2 separate regions of the Mus musculus genome follow, and region 2 is linked to region 1. The links are chromatin contacts, called in public Hi-C maps. All regions are on one chromosome and are shown on one strand. Each heading gives the region's core, a stretch centred on a gene start, on an enhancer-like site or on the middle of the called end of the contact. The rest is flanking DNA. Distances are from core to core; before and after follow the strand shown. Region 1 overlaps Lipc (lipase, hepatic). Region 2 holds the start of Lipc (lipase, hepatic).

Evidence for each region. A called contact is a pair of places that touch in the nucleus more often than the background predicts.
Region 2: a Hi-C map of liver shows a contact between it and region 1, with 2.5 times the contacts expected there. The contact joins the promoter of Lipc here to the enhancer-like site in region 1. A contact is called at or near these places in 1 of 39 promoter capture datasets (macrophages), 7 of 484 Hi-C or Micro-C datasets (all in liver), 8 of 115 datasets of contacts at active chromatin or transcription factors (the HPC-7 cell line, cardiomyocytes, embryonic fibroblasts and 5 more) and 2 of 9 other capture datasets (adipose tissue and embryonic stem cells).

Annotation. Positions count from the first base shown.
Region 1 is chr9:70,886,754-70,893,799 of GRCm38.p6, forward strand. All of the region lies in intron 1 of Lipc (lipase, hepatic), which reads right to left. Among named protein-coding and RNA genes, the nearest start is that of Gm32017, 24 kb to the right of the region's middle. Within about 2 kb of position 2,423, at least 85 of the 459 cell types and tissues checked have an H3K27ac peak or open chromatin away from gene starts, as enhancers often do. A contact at or near this core is called in extraembryonic endoderm stem cells, hepatocytes, liver and 1 more, where this site is marked.
Region 2 is chr9:70,932,741-70,939,388 of GRCm38.p6, forward strand. It overlaps Lipc (lipase, hepatic), which reads right to left and starts at 2,068. Exons shown (of 9, transcript NM_008280.2): 1 at 1,736-2,068. The coding sequence starts at 1,820. The region is part of intron 2 of Gm32017 (a long non-coding RNA gene); the gene reads left to right.

The DNA.
Region 1 (7,046 bases), core at 1,173-3,672:
GTTATCCCTTGAAGCTATAAGCCCAAGTAAAACCGTCCTCTTTTAAATTGGTTCTTGCCAGGCACTGAATCACAGACGTGGGGAAAGGAATAAAGGGATCAATTATTTCATTTCATCAATGAAATTCAGTCAATGCTTGGCCAGACCATTTCCCAAATGAAAGTAATCCGAACATAGATGTTTTCTAACTTTCCTTCACTAGTCTCTAAGACTCTGTGGGAATGGGTGTTCAATAGAGAACAGTGTTGGTGAGCGGAGTGGGGGTGGGGGGCGCATAGCAGCTATAAGCACAAAGGGTGAAGCATCATGGCTCTCTATGCGGGGATGTCCAATCGAGAACAGTCTTGAGTGGGTGGGGGCATGACGGTTATGAGCATAAAGAGGAAGCACTGTGATGATTCTCTAACCTTTTTATTCTCCTGTGTCAACTTTGGTGCCCTTTAAGATGCTGTTGAATATTCCCCATCCAAACTATTACTTCAAATGTGTTTGGCCCATTACTGTACATCCTACCACAAAGACACTTGTATATATATATCTATGCTCGTTGCTGTTCTGTTCACAATAGTTAGGAAATAGAAACAGTCTAGATGTCCATCAATAGGTGAATAATGAAAATGAGGTACGCATGTACAATAGAATTCTATTTAGCTATAAATAAAAGGCAACTGTAACGTTTACAGGAAAATGGGTAGAACTGGAAAATATTGAGCTAAGCCACACCTGGTTAGATAAATAACTGACGGTTCTCTCTCGTATGTGGAGCTTAACTTTTCATTATTAAGCATGCAAGTAAATGTGGTTAGAGGCCAAGAAACTAGAAAGGGATCCATGAGATGGAGAATAAGAGGATTTGAGAGTGGGAAGTGGGAGGGCAGTAGTATACATGTGATATCAAAGTATAAGGGGGAATCCTGGAGGATCGCTGTGGTACAGTGGGGTTGAGGGGGAGCGGAACAACCAGAGCTAACTGTGCATGAAAATGCCAAGAGGTAGCTTGTCACTTTGTGAGGAAAAGACAAATTAATGAATAAGAGAAAAGTCTTTGGCCCACAGAATGTCTTTGGGCTTCATCCACATTTCTTTTCTCTATCCTTATGAAAGAACCTAGTGGGGAAACCCCCACTCGGCTCCCGATTCGGCGTGCACCCAAGAATCACGAATAGAACACAACACCTTGATGTAACAACATGAGGTATTTTAATGGCGGAGCTCCGGGTCGAAACGTATCTCACACAGGAGACAGTGGATTCGACCACGAGGCTTGGAAGCTAGGGGTTTTTATAGAAAAGGAGTGGGGCTGGGGGAGGAATTGGCACGGTTTCACATGATTGGTCCATTTAAACATCAGCAGCCTGTAACATTTAACTTAGGTCAGAGGGGTGGGAGATAGGGAGGCGATGGGCCTGCCTGGGCATGTCCTGGTCTGTTCTGCTATGTTCTCAGCCACAGGTTTCAAAGCTCACAAACAACTCTTTGGGCTATTTGACACACATTACATGAATCACAGATCTCAAGTTTTATTTCCTTTCACTTACAAATTTTGTCCCAAGATCCTGTCCCACTGGGACAAGCTCTAGTCAGGTTTTCTAGGAGGCTGACTACATGCACCCCACCCCAAGCCTGTTCATCACTCCCCTTCCTTCTTTCCAGACTCTCTTTGCCTATAACATGGCTCATAGAAGCAACCCTCCACCCCCACCCCCCATCCCCTAATCAAAAAAAGACGTCACGAGAGAGAAGCAAGGTGGACTTTGTTTAAAAAGACATGAGATGCTGGGTGTGCTTTCTGCCCTAGAGGAAGTCCATATACAACTTGCTGACCTCACCATCCAGGGCTGTGGGCTGCAGCTCAAGGAAGAGGTGTCTCTAAAAAGGAAAACATGGTGGATAGAAACAGCTTGGGAGGGATAATGTCAGTTTAGCCAAACTGGCTAAACAGGAACTCAGCCTGATGTCACTGTATGACAAGTTAGACTGGTTTGGAGACCAGTTCATGCTCATTGGCATGCAGACTGGGTTAGAATGAACTCACTTGTTGTCATAGGTCCTGGGCCACCCTGGACACAGTGAAATTTCCCAGAAACAGACTATCAGTATAATCTACTTCTGAATCAGATCAGTATCAGATCAAAGTCCTCTGAGTTCTCTGCTAACAGCTGACAGACAGCGCATGCTCCAGCTCCCTACGCCTGGAGACACAGTCATCTTCCTGAGTTTTACCAGAGCTTTGTGAGGAACAAGGTCTTACCTTATTTTATAGGTGAGAAACTTGAGGCTCAGACAAGCCAAATGGCTTCAGAGTCCCCACCACAAGGCTCTAAAATAATGGTACTTCTGGGAGCCTAAGTATAAGTCCCTTGGCCTCCTGTGGTCCCAAGGCAATGTCATTGGAATACAGCCAGCAGAACAAGGTCCACATTATTGATGGCTGATCTCACCGTGTAGCTCTGTGTGAGTCACCATCACCAGTGTAGTTTACCCAGCTGTGCAAAGAAAGAAGCTGACTCCACCTGCCTCCTTCCCAGAAGGAAAACTTAACTAGATATCAATGACATCAGGAGAAACCAGATTACGTGACTTTCCGTAAAGTACACCCTTTTGAGGAAGGCACGTAATGTAGGCTATTAGACCACACTGGGCAGAAAAGGAAGCCCTCTAGTGCTGTGTTGTTTCCCTGGACATCCCATCTGGCTCTGTCTAAAAATTGTGGCTTGCTTTCTTCTCAGCTAGGCTTCAGGGATGGCCAGAGGCTCTGGGAACCCAGGTGCTAGCTCCGTGGAGACCAGTGTCCACTGATCCTGAACCGAAGACCTTAAGCGGTTCTCTGAACCAGCTGCAGCCCAGTATCTCATCTGTGAAGTGGGCTCAGGGGTGTGGTGAGGAAGGGGTGATGTGCAGAATGTACTAGGCACACCGCCCAGCATACGGACTGTCCCATGCATGATCTGTCATGTTTGTAGGATTGCCAGGTAGCCCAGGCTGCCCTTGATCTGACAATCTTCCTGCCAAATCCTTCTTACTGTTAGGACTGTAGGTGTGTACTCATACAACTGACTTATCTATCACAATCATGTGTGTGTGTGTGTGTGTGTGTGTGTGTGTGTGATGCTGGGGATTTTAGAATTTGCCCTTAAATGTATGTATGTATGTATGTATGTATGTATGTATGTATGTATGTATGTTGTATGTTGTATGTTGTATGTATGTGTGTATGTATGTTGTATGTATGTGTGTATGTATGGTCTGGGTCCACCTGCTACCTCATGTATGTGGATATCAGAGAACAATGTGCAAGAGTTGCTTTTCTCCTTCCACCAAGTGAGTTCTGGAGACTGAACTCAGGCTAGCATTCCTGGCCTTCTGTACTCACTGAATCCTATTTGCCTGATGCCTTGTTTGCCTTTAGATTAGACTTTCCAGAAAGAATGCACTTGTCACGAGTTCTCCCTCATCATGGGGGTTACCTGTCACCAGAGACAAGAGGGCTGAGGCAGAGCCATGCCCAGAGAGACCGTGTCCAGTCATCTTTGGTACACCTACTTTTCTCTCCTAACCATCTCTCTCACACAGAGAGCGCTTTTGCTAGCTTCCCTCTAGATCTTACTGGGCCTTGAAGTACTCTGTCCTTGCTGTAATGTCACTGTGTGTGGCAGAAATCTGCGTGCCTTTTGTTTTTTCTGTCTCCTGTCAGTTTACTTCAGAGACACAGTTATCAGAGCTTCAGAGGGCAGAAACATTAGCCCTTCCTTGCAGAGTCAAAGGAGCTGGATTTGGGCTCAAGGTAAAGGTATCTTTGCTTTGTCAACAAAATGCCTGCGCTGAGGGTGGTAGAAGCCAATCAGGAGCCACATGAAACCTTCGCTGTCCTCAATGGCTGGATCCTTCTAGTGGAACTGCCCCCTCTCCCTCCACCCATGGTTCTTGGTCTCCTGCTTCAGCCTCTGACAATTCCAGCAGACACAGGCTCACTTGCTGTATCTGCATTTCAGCTTGTCTTATGGAGAAGCAACCTGTGAGGGCTGACCAGTCACTAATAAAAACCAGCAAGTTCTTTTACCAGATTGACTTCAAACAAGACAAGACAAAGAATGCAAAACCTGGGGCTCAGGCGTAGAGAACATTCGCTCTCCAATCGTGAGGATCCCAGCTCCCACATAACAGGCTGGCTGTCCTTGCTAACAGCAGTAACCCCAGCTCCAGTGCAGGGAGGAGACAAGAGGATAACTCGGCTGGCTGGCTTCCAGATTGGCAGGAAAACTTCAAGTGTCTGGTTCAGGGAGAGACTCTGCCTCGAAGGAATGGGGGGAACTGACTCTTAACTCTCTTTTGACCTCCATGTATACGTATCTGCATACATAGATGGGCGCACATAGGTGAATACACACACACACACACACACACACACACACACACACACACACACACAAGTAAATAAATCTATCTTTTAAAAAGACTTTAAATTGGAACAAAAAGACTGTAAAATCCCTGTAACCTGCCTGGAAAGTTGAAGTGAATGGGCTTGACCTTCACGGTTGAGGACAGTCAGGCCTTTTGATCTTGTTGGAGCTGTTAGGTCTGTTAGACTTCGAGTAAGGTCAAGGAATCTAGGGTAGAGTCTGGTCTTTGTCTCTTAGCAGCTGTGTGGCCTTGGACAAACCACTCGACCCTACAGGTTCCCTTTCCTTCTCCTTGTCCTTGAAAGGCTAGCATGAGATAATGGCATGTAGCCACTACACAGGAAACGTTAGCCAAAACTGTAGCTGGACCAGCTGATGTGAAAAAACTATTATCTGGATATCTGGAACAGTCTCTTCCCCTCCCACCTCCCTGCTGCGTCTTCTGAGGCTGTCCTCAGACACTTCCCCTGGAGCGCTGTCTGTGGGTTGTCATTTTGTCTGCTCGCCTGGCTAATGGCACAGGAAGTGGGTGGGTAATGGGTCTCTCTGTTGTTCCACTGGCCTCCCCGTGAATCTAACTGTTTTGCTTTTCCTCACCGTGGGGGCTTCTCACACCCTCTAATGACTGTTTTTCTTTCAGAACTGGCATATTTTTAGATAAAGCATTTCCTGAAGCTCCTTTCTGGTTCCCTGGCACATCTTTGACTTCTCTTCCGTTTCCCCCTGCCTTTCTCTGGCTGTGAAATCACCCCAGCAGCATGAGTGCAGGAAACAGAAGCACAGGTCTCACACCTTCCTGGGTCTGAGCCAATCAGCCCTCAGGGGCCAGGCCTGATCAGGGTGGTCCATGAAGAAGATCCTTCTGTTTGCTCCCCTTTCTGCCTTCCTCAGTTGTCTAGCTCAGACAGAGAGGTAGTTTCAAAGTCACCTGAAACATGCACACTGTAGCCAAAACCACACTGAAAACTACGCCCTGGTACTCAAACATACCTGGGTTTGAATCATGGCTTCTCCAAGACAAAGCTTAATATTGACCATCCATTTGATAGGATGTAGAATCGCCTGGGAGACACACCTAGCAGACACGTCTTGAAGTGGGGAGACCCACCCTAAACGAGGGTAGCACCATCCCATGAGATGGGATTCTGGACTGAAAAACAGGAGTGCTGAGCACCATCGCTTATCCTTGGGGCTTCCTGACTGTGGATGCCACGTAACCATCTGCTTTCTACTCCTGCCTCCCTTACCTTCTAGTCATGAACTTGAACCCTCAGCTGGGAGCCACAGTAAACCCTTCCTCTCCTAAGCTGCTCTTCTCATATAGTTTGTCAAACGACAAGAAGAGTTACAATTACACCCATCGACTAGTAAGTAACTAAAAGGCTTTAAACCTCCGTTTCTTTCATTGTAAACCTCATAGGACTGTTGTAACAAGGACAGGAAATACATTAATAAGCTAAAAGGTAAATGCATTAAATGGAACAAACAAATAACAGAACCCTGTGTCTGGCACTCAACTGTCCTGATTTTTAGAATTTAAGTCATCGTAAGGATCTATTTATATTTTCAATGTATGGCTGTTGTACATCTCACCTCTAAGTTAGATGTCTTCAGTAAAGGACTAAAGGCTGGGGTGTGTGCTGAGTGGGGCCTTATCTTTAGGGTTCAAACTGCTCAAAAGCACTGTAGTAGCAAGCCAGGAAGCTTGACGTTTGCTGGGGAGTCTTGGCTCAGCCAGGCGTCCATGTTCTCGACCTCTCTGTTTTGGAAAGAGTTTTTGGGGAGAGCTTGCTCCTCCTCCTCCCGTTCCTGCTCCCCCCCAGGACCCCCCTTCTCACTGATCAGAATCTACTGGTCCCACTTTTCCTAGAGGGCAAGGCCACCTCCTCCACGGAGTCTTTCAAAGGTCTTTACTCTGGGCTTTAAGTGGACAAGGACTCTAGGAACAGTTCTGGAAGCCCCCCATTGCCTTCTCTGTCCATCTCCTTGGTGAATGGCAAATGAGGCAGCCCCAACAGCCCAGTCTGTCTCCCTGGGCCAGTAGGGGTGCCATTTTCTGGAAATCAACATGATCTTTAGTTTAAATGGTTTGGAAGGCTGGATACATTGGTACATGCTTGTAATCCCAGCAGGTTGAGGGCAGAGGTGGGAGAAACCTGAGTTGAAGGACAACCTGAATTATTAACTCGTGAGACCCTGTCACTGAAAAACCATGACCTTAGGCTCAAAGATAAATCCTCCTCTGCCCAGAAAGAAGAACGGACAACATTCATTCTTTTTCAATCAGCACTCTGTGAATAATTGGTACTTTGGTGGGCCATGGCAGCGAGCACGGGACTCCATTACTCTAATGTGTTCATTAAGCCTCACCACCCCCCCACCCCTCACCCCCGTCCCTAAGAAAAACAGGAACACTTTTGAGTCACGTTGATGTTTACCCTACCTCCTCATGGCAGTCTAGAGCAAGCATGATAACCTTGGGCAGGAAAATTGAACTGCACTGGGTAAACACATCTGTGTGAACATCTGCGGCTGTGGAAACAAGTGGGCATGAGGTGAAGGCTTGCCTAGAGAGTTCAAGGATCACAGCTGGAGAAGCCAGCTTACTAGAACTGGCTTGAAAAGCACATAAACCTTAAAGAGGTA
Region 2 (6,648 bases), core at 818-3,317, 46 kb after region 1:
TTTACTTGCCAAGCAAATTCTTAAGCTTTACAGTTCACAATCTGTCTTATTCATAAATTTTTAAACACAAGCAAAAAAATCTTAGTGGACGGGTATCACATTGGAAAACAGAATTGAAGTAATGTGAACCCTGAACTTTCAGTTTTACACTTGCTTCCATCATGTTTATTTTTAGCTTCCTGTTTAAATGTGGGAATGGGTATTAAGTACCAGGAGGGCTGGAGACATGAAATGTGTCTGAGAGAGGAAGAAGGATTCTGAGCCACTACACGCTCACTCCCATGGGGAGCACACATCCGTTGTTTCTGAGCTCCAAGACTACGTAAGTAACATGTGCATGGGTGTGGGAGAGCATGTGCTGCACATGTGTGGTGGTCAGGGGATGGCCTCAGGGTTGGTCCTTGATTTTTTTACACCTTGCTTGGGACACAAAGACCAAACGAAGAAAGAGAACTTCAGACCAATCTTTATGAACATTGATGCAAAAATACTCAATAAAATTCTTGCCAACCAAATCCAAGAACACATCAAAATGATCATTCACCACGATCAAGTAGGCTTCATCCCAGGGATGCAGGGATGGTTCAATATACGGTAATCCATCAATGTAGTCCACTATATAAACAAACTCAAAGAAAAAAACCTCATGATCATTTCATTAGATGCTGAAAAAGCATTTGACAAATTTCAGCATCCTTTCATGTTAAAAGTCTTGGAAGAACAGCAATCACACTTAACCATTGAACCATCTTTCTAGTTCATCCTTGAGGAAAGAAAAGTTTAAGTCTCCGGTGGATATAGATGCTCAAGTCTGTGACCTCAGTGCTCCTCAGTGCTCAAGAGGATCTCAATGTCGACCCTAGCCTGGGTTACACAGACCCTGTCTCCAAATCCATCCATCCATCCATCCATCCACCCATCCATCCATCCATCCATCCATCCATCCATCCATCCATCCATCCATCAAAATTTTAAACATTCTAGGCCAGCAGATCTTCATGACAATGGGCACAGAAGCAAGGTTCCAAACCCCTGTCTAATTTGGTCAAGTTGTCCAGTCAATCCTACCATTTACTGATCTAACACGCCATTCAGCCAGGAACCTGGACCCCATCTGCCTGGCAGGGCATGGAAGTCTATCCTTGGCCATCACTGTAGTTTATAAAGCCATGGACTAAAAAGACTGATGGCGGCGGCTCCTTCAGCTCAGGAGAAAAGCTTTGCCAGAAAAATGTAAAGACTAGGAAACATGCGAATGACATCTCTGCTTTAGGCAGGACTAGAAACAGGACTCAGATTCCCTTCTCTTGGGAGAGAGCAAGGCGATTTCACAACCCCAATAGGACAGAGCGTTTGATGGCTCCCAGATGACAAATTAGAATTCAAATGAACTTTAAGGATGATCCCAAGTCTTTCAGGTCATTGTCTTTCAAGTCTTTCAGGTCATTGTCTGCTGAAAAAAAAACTTTTCCCATGGTGTCCATATGACACCTGTAAGAGGCCACACTGCCCGTTACAGGGGCTTTTTTTTTTCCCTGTCATCTACTCTCATCTACTCTTTTTGAAAATACGGTCCCTTTTACAAAGTGCTACACAGCTCTGGGTACCTTGGGAGCCACTCATAGAACCACTTCATGAGCTCTGAAGCAGATCCCATCCCAATGTCAATCTCTGCAACACAGTCAAGACCAAAAAAAAATTCACGGCCATTTCTAGAGAAAAGATAAACACTTACCTGTTCCCACGCCTTGTCCACAAGCACTTGATTGGATAAAGATGCAGAACACCAGGAAAATGGAGATTTGGAGGGGATTTCCCATGTCTCTGGCCTCACCTGGGGTCTGAGGTCTTCTTGCTAATGTCTAGAACTAAAGAGACCAGAGTGCTTCTTGGTGCTCAGCTGGGGAAGGCCCCCATTAATTATTAACCTTAAAACACGTTACCTAGAATTTAAACACTTTCTTTACCTTCTCCAGTCCAAATCTATCAATATCTAGATTGACCCACAGAAGCACTTTTTATCTCGATAAGTTTTGGAAATAAAACACCTCGCCAGGTCTTCTTTCCTCTTGAGCCAAGCTCATAGTTCAGAATCAATCAATTGAGAGTCAGTGTGCTGTGTTTGGACATTTGACCAAAGGTCAGCTGGGTGACCTCTGTATTATTGCCTGCTTTACCGCCCCCCCCCATAGTACTTGAATGGGAGGTAGTGTCGTGGTCCTGGTCTTTCTAGTCGCATGCCAATCCCAAAGAGAGATGAAAGCCCCCACCCCCAGGGACTCTGCTTCCTGTTGAGTTCAGCCATGTTTCTGGCACCTGTGGTGTAATTGTGATGGGGCAGCATGTCTTATAGCTGAAAGAGGAGCTGGAGCCTGGTGAGGTCAGGTTAAGAAGGAACTGGGTGAGAAGCAAAGACCAGAGTCTCGCTGAGGGCCCCGTTGAGAGATACCCCAGGATAAATGCACTCACTGGGTTAATTAATGTCCAGCCAAGAGTAGAGGGCTGTGAAGCAAGGTCATTCAGCAAAAGCAGGCAAGAAAGGGTGTGATGTGCAGCTCTTGCAGAGTTCTTGGCTCTCTAGTGTGATTTAAATTTTGTTGTTGTTGTTGATTTAGTATGGACACACTGAACAAATAAATGCTGTGTGTTGAACACCACTGTGTACCAGGCGCTGTTGTTGGCTTTAAAGAATAGTTAAGTGAATAAAGTAGGCAAGCAGTCCAGTCCTTGTGGAGTTTACGTGCCGTGGGCAATGTGGGCATGAGAAGGATTATATGGTAGAAAGCAGAGATGCATGTTTGAGAACTATTTGGCTGGGAATATAGCTTAGTTGGTAGAGTGCTTGCCTAGCACGCATGAAACCCTGGGCTGGATCCCTAGTATAGTGGCTTTGGTGGCACATGCCTATAGCCCCAGCATTCAGGAGGAGGTGGGAGTGTCAGGAGTTCAAGGTCATTTCTGACTCCACAGTGAGTTCAAAGTCAGCCTGTGCTAGATGACACCCGGCAATAAAAAAATAAAGTACAAATAAAGAAATACCAGGGGTGATGGAGAAGGCAGTGGTTTAAACAGAGTGGTCAGAGTGAATCTTGCTTGGAAGTTGTACCTGAAACCAAGGCTTGAGGGGAGTGAAGGGGCCAGTCTGCGGGGAGAAAGACTTTCAGACAGTTAAGGCAAAGGTCCTGAGATTGGAACATGTTTGGTGTGTTCCAAGAACAGAAAGATGGCCCGTGAGCAGGGAGACTCCTCTGAAGGGGGTACAGAAAGGACTCAGACATATAGAACAAAGGAGCAAATAATTTGATCTGTGTTGTTTTGCATGTGAGCAAGGCTAAAGAGGAGAGCTGACTGAAGAGTGAGCCAGGGAGCTGTGACGATGGCTGGTGTGATGTAACCCTGGGCCTGGGTGGGGGCTGGGCTGTTGTTTAGAAGTGGGACTACTAGACTCCCTGGATTGCTGGGAGGGAGGAGGTGAGAGGGGAGTGAAGAATGACTGGAGGCTTTGGGGTTCAGCAAATAGATGAATGGGGTTACCATCCACGGAAGTGATGAGTGAAACAAGTCTGGCAGGGGGAATGAGGAGCAATTCAGGTTTTGCTCTGTGGCGGGCGTCTGAGTTGGCTCTTAGACACTCCAGTGGATGGTGGAAATAGTTAGCAGACAGACAAAGTGCCAACTGTTGTCTGCTAATGGCTGGCTTAAAAGCTCTCTGAGAGAGCTGGGGAGACAACACAGGGAGGAAACTGCTTGCGGTACAAGCACGAGGACCTGAGTTTGATCCCCTAAATCCACATTTTAAAAGAGCCAGGCACGAGCATGTTCTTGTAATCCCAGTGCCTGGGAGGCAGGGCCAGGCTGATCACTGGGACTTGTTGGGAAGCCAGCCTTGCATAATTAGAACGCAGTGGGTCCCGGTGAGAGACGCAAGATGGAGACTGATTGAGAAAGACAACGGATGCCAGCATTTGACGCCCACAAGCATGTATGCAGGCAGCTGTGAATGGTCTTGATCCCAACCCCAAACCTGTGTGCTCTGTGTCTGAGCTTCCTTTCTGAAACACAGGGGCCATCCTGGTTCCTGAAGACCTGGGTTCTGGATTTGGGGGTGTCTCCTTCCTGTTTTGCATGGTTAAGCAGGCTCCACTTCCACTTTTTTCACATTAAACATTTAAATCTTCAAACCCCTAAGACCATTTGGCCTTGGGTCCCTCTTCCATCACCCTGTTATCCTCTCTTCTGGATATTGCAGCAAGCACTCCCAACCCCTACCTCCTTCTGCAGGTAAACTTAGCAAATACAGTGAGCCTGCCTGTCTCCTGGCTCTGGTATCTGTGCAGAATGTTACATAACACCAGCCACATCTATCATCTCATCTCTAAGGTGGGGATAGCACAGCCTGAGATAATATTTTATGATACTCACTTACTTTCCCCTAACTTGTCCTTTCTCCCACATAGGAAGGATAAAGTAAAATCAGTCTATATAGAGTTTGTCTTCCTAAACCACAAGGTCCCAGGCTAGGGAACCACTAACTGACCAAGACCAGTAAAGGACTAAATTTCTTCTTTACATTTGAATTTTATACATAAATGATATACATATAATGTATGTATATGTATGTATTACATGTAATGCATTTAAATCAAATATACCCCCTTTCCTTTCCCTCCAATGTCCCCACAACCACCATTACTTCCTAACTACATGTGCTCTGTCTTAAAAGCTAAGTCTATTTATTGTTGTCCATAAACGCACAAATGTTAAACATCCCCCTGGAGCAAGAGGATCCCCAAAGAAAACTGATCCTCTCTCCTTCAGCAGCCATCAGCTGCCAGTAGCTCCACAGACATTACTGGCTGCCCCTATTGTTCTTGGTTAACCTCCAGAACTTGATGGTAAGAGTCTGTTAGTGATGGTACCACACCCTTGAGTCCTAGGACATGGAAAAACGGAGCTGGGCTAAAATGTTTTGAAGGGACACAAAGGGGTTTTCCACCCTCATCACTGGAAAGACAGCATCCAAACCTTAGAGGTGGTGGTGGGGGGGGGGGGAGACTTGCCTCTGGAATTGAGAGCAGAGGGGATGGTCCCTTGCTTTGTAGAAAGCCTGGGAGCGGGTAAGACCTAGATAGAAAATGCTCTGTGTGTGCCATCATGCAGAAGGGCGTTCCTGGCCTTGGGTTGGAGCCATGCTGAGCCTTCCAAGTCAATAGGTCAAGATGACAACAGGACAGACAGACAGACAGACAGACACTCAGTATCCATCTTGTGAGTAAATTATAGAGGACTAAGTACTTGCCCTTCAACTCATACCCAAGTACTGTGCCTGATCTAGAACTGTGGTACAACTGGGGTTGGACAGGAAGAATAGAGAGAAAGAACGCAGGGATGCCTGAAAACAAGCATTTGGAGCCATTGCTTCAGATGAGCTATAGACAGCAAAGGTGCTTGTGTATCAGCATATGTAGACTAAGAGTCACACCTCTATACAAGTCCATGACGAGTGTTAGAAATCCATACGTGGGGTGAGTGCCTTGTTCATAAAGGAGGTACAGTGAATCACAGTGACTTATTTTGGGCTCATCCCAGGAACAACGGAATGAACTTCTCCTGAGCTAGAGTAAGAGCTACAGCCAAGACGCTGACTCGGAGAGAGCTGCTTAGATGCACAGTCAGTTGATGAAACCAGCTGAGCCTCTGAGATCTCTTTGTGCAACATTAGGAGATTGTGTGTGTGTGTGTGTGTGTGTGTGTGTGTGTGTCTGTGTGTGTGTGTGTGCGTGCTTATTCTGATCGATGCCATGTAAGCAAATAAATGTCCACATGCTGGGGGGGGGGGGTTGTCCAATATAATCTATGAAGATAGTTGCATGAGGGTGATGTGCCCTTAGTAGAAAGAATCACTCCTGGACCTTCAGGGCCTGACTATAATGTCTTAGACACCCTCAATGTATATATATAGTCAATAGATCCATTCAGCTTTTTCCATGCCTAGAAAAAGACAGCCTGCTTGCCTGCCTGCCTGCCTTCTTCCCTCCCTCCTCCTCCTCCCTCCCTCCCTCCCTCCCTCACTCCCTCCCTTCCTTCCTTCTTTCCCTCCCTCTCTCTCTCCCTCCCTCCCTTCTTTCCCCCTCCTCCTCTTCCCCCCCCCCTTCTACCTGACTCTGGGTCTCATATGTCCCAGGCTATAGCTTGAACAGATGACTTGAACCTCTGACCTTGCTGCCTCAGCCTTCCAAATGCTAGGATTACAAGTGAGTGGCATCATGACAAGTTTATGTCCCCCTGGACCTAGAACTCAGAGTGTCACTAATTTGCCACCTGGCCTCTATCAACTGAGCTCCCGCTCCAGTCCTACCTAGCAGATTCCTGCCAGCTTTTCCCACGAGTGCAGCCCTAAGGGGCTGCCACCATCATCTACTTTTTCTAACACAGTTCCTCAAAGACCATTCTAATTTGGGCAACACTGCACTCTGGTTTGTAAAATAGTGTTTTTATCATTAAGTTTTTAAAGTGTTCCCAATTCTAGTGGCCTTTTAATTTGAAGAGCTTCTTAAAGAAATGCTAATTTCAAGAGTCTGGTGTTTGGTGACCTGAAATTAATCTTTTCCTTTAGAGTCACAGTGATAAGAAAACTAATCAGGAAGC